Regions from separate parts of the Scylla paramamosain genome. Here region 1 is linked to region 2. A link is a contact called in public Hi-C data. All regions are on one chromosome and are shown on one strand. The core of a region is the stretch at or near the end of the contact, and the rest is flanking DNA. Distances in the headings are between cores, read along the strand shown. Region 1 overlaps LOC135103803 (transcriptional repressor p66-alpha-like). Region 2 overlaps LOC135103801.

Region 1 (2,808 bases), core at 143-2,642, 130 kb after region 2:
ATAATGAATGATCTGGTTCTTGTCCTTTGAAATTTAGTGGATCCATCAAAATATTCTTTTAAATACCCCAATCACAAGTGAAAGAAACCATGTAAGTACGTTGTGTTACATCAGGCTCTCTTGTCTAGCTGGCCACTTATCATTTCATTGACTCTTGTAGCTGGAAGATAAACAGCATTTAAGATAATGTCAGGGCAAGGAGCAGCAGAGTAACAAGGTGATTATACTAGAAGTCACTGATTATTAGGTAACCTATTTAGGGGATACTAGTAATATATGGTAGGTGAGAATTAGTTCTCCGCTGTGTGTGTGTGTGTGTGTGTGTGTGTGTGTGTGTGTGTGTGTGTGTGTGTGTGTGTGTGTGTGTGTGTGATACCTTCTGAGTTTTCCTCCATTTTGGGGCTTGTCAGACAGGTGTATTGATTGATTTATTATACTCCTGGCATCATATGCATATTATGCTTGTCCTACACTTGCAAAATGGCATGCTTGAAGGTGGGAGGAAAAAAGACGAAACGATGAAAGGAGATGCTTCATCATCTCTAGCGTTTCCTTGGAATGAAGTTTCTGAGGTAGGGATCCCCTCCCGCTTTTGTCACTGTAATGCACTTTTCAAAACTCAGAAAATGGAAAGATGGGATAGTTTCTTATTTTCATATTCAGTTTATTTTACAGCCTGCATATTTCTAGTTTTAGTTACTTAACTATAACTTCAGGACTAATTGTCCATTTTCTAAAGCTTTGGATAGTAATGTCTCAATTTTCATGTCTTCATGCAGCCAACATGTTAAATTGCATCACAGTTTGTAAGGGAAGGAGTGGCATAGGGAGTAAAGCTTCATCTGTCAAAGCTCAAGATTCTGCTTAGTGGCTTTATTCTGTCTGGTTACATGTAACTAGTGGCTTGTGTGGTGGTGAAGTGCATCACTCCAGAGTTGGGTCTTGCCTCCTAACACTCCATCACTGCAGCACATTTACAAGCAGTAGCCGTAGCATTGTAGCACCCACACATCTAACACCACTGTACTTTTCCACATGTTTATGATAATTGTTTTTGACTTAGCATTAGGGACTGGCACTCATGTAGGCCTCTCTCTCTCTCTCTCTCTCTCTCTCTCTCTCTCTCTCTCTCTCTCTCTCTCTCTCTCCTCTCTCCTCTCTCTCTCTCTCTCTCTCCTCTCTCTCTCTCTCTCTCTCTCTCTCTCTCTCTTTTTTTTCCAATGTTCCTCTGGCATAAAAAAATAAAAATAAATAAATAAGTAAAACAAGTTCCACAGATACCTTTGTTATAGACCAAATCATCTAATGCCCTCCATTGTAATATAGTTGAATAGTTGTTAGTTCCACTGTTTCATGAAAGGAAGCATGGCAGGTAGTAGCTTAGGTCTGCGCAGACCCCCACGGTAAACACATCACGTGCCTGTGCCGTTACTGATTGCCTTTGTATAATACTGTACATGCCCAGCAGCCCCCAATGGTGCCCATTGGAAGAGAAGTAAATATAAATGTAATGATGACAATTGCATGTTTGTAGGATTTGATCATATTTGTAATGAAATGTGTAATTCCCTTACAGCAAGATAAACCAGGAAAAAAGTGAAAATTTTCCAAGTGAAATAATTGTTGATCATGCTGAAGTAAACCTAAAGTTGAAAAATAAAGCTTTACCTGATTAAGGAAAAGGAGAAAAGATAAAGAGGACATAAAAGACTTGAAATGTTGTGAAGTGAAAATGTTCATCAAGAAGTAAAGGTCTGTTGTGCATAATTGTGTGAGGACCACCAAGCATTCAGGGCCATCATGGATCTCAGTGTCAGGTAAGACCTCCCCTCATTTGTTGTGGGCTCTTGGGTTGGCTGCAGGCCATCACTCCCTCATCTGCTGGGTCTTTTGGCTGCGGCAGAGCACAGACACCATTGCCTCACCTCTTTCAGCTGTGGGGACAACCCGAAAGAAGGACAAAACTGCTCATGTCCCAGTATTCCCTTTACATGTATTCCTTACTACTAGGAGTCAATTTCATAACATCAACAGCAGTTTCGTTTTTCTCATCGGCATCACTCACCACCCATGTCTTTCCTTTCCCCGCAGACTTTTATTTATTTTTGTTTATTTATTTATTTATTTATATATTTATATATTTATATATTTATTTATTTATTTATTTATTTATTTATTTTCTCCCTCCATTATGTTGCTTGATGTGAACCTTGAATATGAGGAACTTACCAGCCTCTATACAATTGCTTTGGTTATTGGTGTCTATTACAACTATGTGTCAGGTCCTATTATAGAAAATGGAAAAGCACCAGTTTCTTCCTGGCTCGTCTCTTTGGCTGTTCAAGATGACTCCTATTGGTGCATTTATTGCTGCACTAAATCTTTGGGAGCTGTTAAAAACTCTCTCTCTCTCTCTCTCTCTCTCTCTCTCTCTCTCTCTCTCTCTCTCTCTCTCTCTCTCTCTCTCTCTCTCTCTCTCTCTCTCTCTCTCTCTCTCTCTCTCTCTCTCTGGTTAGCATGAGGGGCACAGGAAGCCATGGGTAAGATCTGTTGTGTTGGTGCTTTTGCTTTTTCTTGGCCTGTGTTCCCCTCGCGTGTCGTGATGCTTGGTGTCGTATCCACCAGTGTTTTTCGTTCCCTTGTTTATTGATTTATTTTATTTTTATTTTATTTTTATTGCTTCTATTTAGTTTAGTGACACATAATAGTCTTTTAAAATTATACAGGTAATATTTATCCATAGAAAGACAATAGGGTAATATTATCAGTGTTTTTATGATATGTATGGTGTCTCCCTGGCTGTGTGCA
Region 2 (2,935 bases), core at 417-2,916:
TTGTGACTGCAATAGCTAAGATGTGTGGTATAATTTCTTAAAATTATATAATACTGACGATATTTTTGCTACATGAATTAGTCATTGTCTTCTTTTTAATGAGAAAATAACCAGTGTCAGTTGCAGAAACAAAGCACAGAGGTTCACACACACACACACACACACACACACACACACACACACACACACACACACACACACACACACACACACACACACACACACACACACACACACACACACACACACACACACACACACACACACACAAAGCAGCTGCCTTGTGTGGATCAACTGACCTTTTGCAATCTCCTCATTTCCTTGCATCATCACTTCAGGCTGAGCAGAGCCGCCACACATATGAGGCAGCCACCAGGCAGCTTGTGGACTTCCTTCATACTGTAAACTCCACCCTGAACAATGCTAGCCACCTGTACCCTAGCCACAGTCCCACCATCAGCCCCACGTGCTCCATCAACTCCTCTGCCAGCACCACCACCACTAAGACCTCCTCAAGCGTCCCTGCCGAGGCCGAGGATGACCCTCCCTACAGGTTGGGTCGGCCCAGCACACCGCCAGTGGATGCACCTGCCTCCCACTCCACACCAGCACACAGGAGGAATGCAGAGGCCATGAAGAAGGCAGGCAGTGTGTGGGCACTGCCGACTCATAACCATCAGCACAAAAAGTAAGTCTTCAAGATACATGTGAGCTGTTATTCTTAATGTTTTGTTTGTAGATGTGGTTGTTGTGCCATTAATTCTCAGATCGGTGTTTAGGTTTATACTTTTTCTGGTGTAAGTCTTAAAGATACCTGTAATTTGTTATTCTTTGTGTGTTTGTTGTTTGTTGACATGTTTGTTTTGTCATTGATTCTGTGATCTATGTTTAAATTTATATTTATTTTGGTTTGTATTTTGTTACTATGTGTTGTGGGTAAGTAAGGTGATCAGATTAAATTAGGATTGGATGATTGGGTAATTACTGTATTTTTGTCTGTCTGTATTTATTTATTTATTTTACTTGATTTATTTTGCAGTTGTAGAGAAAAAGGAAAGTATGTGCATCATAATAATTTACAGCCATTTCACTTATGCCATCATTTGGAAAATTAACTGAAATCTTAATGTTGATGGGTTACTGCATTTTAAGGGATCCCTTCATCTCCCTTAAGAATTGAAGGCAATGAAAATTAACTTTTGACCATAAAAAAAAACAAGTGCATGCTGTTCATCTTTTCTCACCTGCTGTGCCTGTGTAGGGTGAGCCGGGCTGCCAGCACCCATTGTGTAGCGACTGCTGCCTCAAGCTACCATAGCGAGCCCACAGCAGCAGCAGCCGCCTCCCCAGGGCACGAGAGAACACGGCCCCTCACCACAGACTTCCTTGCTTCCCGTGCCAGGGAACTCCTCACCTCACTCAAGTCTCTCATGAGAAGCGACAGTAAGTTACTGAGGGAAGACTTTTGTTGAATAATATTGCTACTTCCTCTCAGAATTATTAGTTTTGCATTGTTTTGAAAGCCACAATGGTAGGTGATGAATATTGATTACTTTAAGGTAGAATTTGATTTTCTGTAGATGTGTAGTGGAGTGTAGTAGAGTGGTCCACAACACTGTCCATTCCAGCAGGAGCCAACAGGGGGAAGAATGTTGCTTTGTCTGGGCCACCCTGTGTGGAATTGCTGACCTGTTACATAGATGGATAAATGTGACTATTACATCTTCATAGTGCCCAAGAGTACAGGGACCTCTTTGCCTAAATATTTTATTTCATTATAGCTTCCTGTTTACATGCCATGCTGTGTAATGTTTAGATGACTGGAAACTGTAACAAAGTAATTTTTCATAACACCACCAGTACTTGAATGTTCTCTTCATTACAGGAAGATAGAACAGAAAAATATTATAACTTGCCTTTCTTTTATCATCCCAGGGTGCCATTCTGCTATATTTTTCATCTGTGATCTGTTGGACACACTAATTCATTTGCTAATGTCTGCTTTTATTGTAATTAAGAAGTTTTCAACTTTAGTCTGCCATAATCATAGTGTACCCTAAAACTTCAAGTTTTTTTGACTGGTGCTGGTTTTCTGTACTGTAAGGGTGACTGAAGTATATTGTGCATCATTCTACTGACTACTTCTGTTGTTACTATGTTCCACTTCAGTCTTGAGTCTGGTTTTTATTTATTTAATCATTATAGTTTTCATGCACAAGGGAAGCTGACTTAGGATAAAAAATTAATTCAGGAGAAAAATGCCCACTATTTGTCTCCCAAAAATGAAAAGTAAAGAATTTCAAAGTAAGAACCCTTTCAGAATTCCTTGTTCCCTTGAAGTTCCCTTGAAAGGCCTCACTTGTTGGCTTGTCTCAAACCTCTCCACCTCTCCATGCTCTTTTCACAGTGTTACAATCCCTTTACACTATTATCTTTCAGAGATTGAATATCAGTTCCCTAACGCACTGGTATCTTACTCCATGCATTGTCTGCCTTTGATGTACTGGCAAAACACTCCATTTGGCAGTAAATTATTTTTGTGATATTTTACGTACTCTTAATTGTTGCAATAGAGACAGCTTGTGTTTTACCACCATACACCTTAAGTGGCCCTTTTTATTTATTTTTTTTCTTAGCCATTTTTTTTTTTTTTTTTCATCTGAGCCCTTCGTAATTAAAATATTAATGATGAGTAAAAAACATATATAACAATCTTTTACAATTAATCCCTTTTGTACTGAACTGGACTCCTGTATTAAATTAAAAATCCCTTCTCACCATCAGGTGTTTTGAAGCTCAACTTGGAACCAAAGAAATCAACCAGTGGGAGGAACAGACACAGCAGCAGCAGAAGTGCAAAGACTGACAGCACTCCTACACCTGACACTGAGGTGCCAGCCAAGACCCCCACTATCATAACAAACCCCCAGAGTGA

What was found. A called contact is a pair of places that touch in the nucleus more often than the background predicts.
Region 1: a contact with region 2 is called in a Hi-C map of muscle, with 4 times the contacts expected there. The contact joins two enhancer-like sites. A contact is called at or near these places in 2 of 2 Hi-C or Micro-C datasets (muscle and testis).

The regions. Positions count from the first base shown.
Region 1 is chr9:26,951,274-26,954,081 of ASM3559412v1, forward strand. It overlaps LOC135103803 (transcriptional repressor p66-alpha-like), which reads left to right. Exons shown (of 11, transcript XM_064010600.1): 2 at 1,577-1,817. The coding sequence starts at 1,801. Among protein-coding and RNA genes, the nearest start is that of LOC135103803, 6.4 kb to the left of the region's middle. Within about 2 kb of position 1,393, the one cell type or tissue checked has an H3K27ac peak away from gene starts, as active enhancers do.
Region 2 is chr9:26,817,450-26,820,384 of ASM3559412v1, forward strand. It overlaps LOC135103801, which reads left to right. Exons shown (of 14, transcript XM_064010571.1): 11 at 339-688; 12 at 1,262-1,443; 13 at 2,785-2,935. Among protein-coding and RNA genes, the nearest start is that of LOC135103802, 29 kb to the left of the region's middle. Within about 2 kb of position 1,667, the one cell type or tissue checked has an H3K27ac peak away from gene starts, as active enhancers do.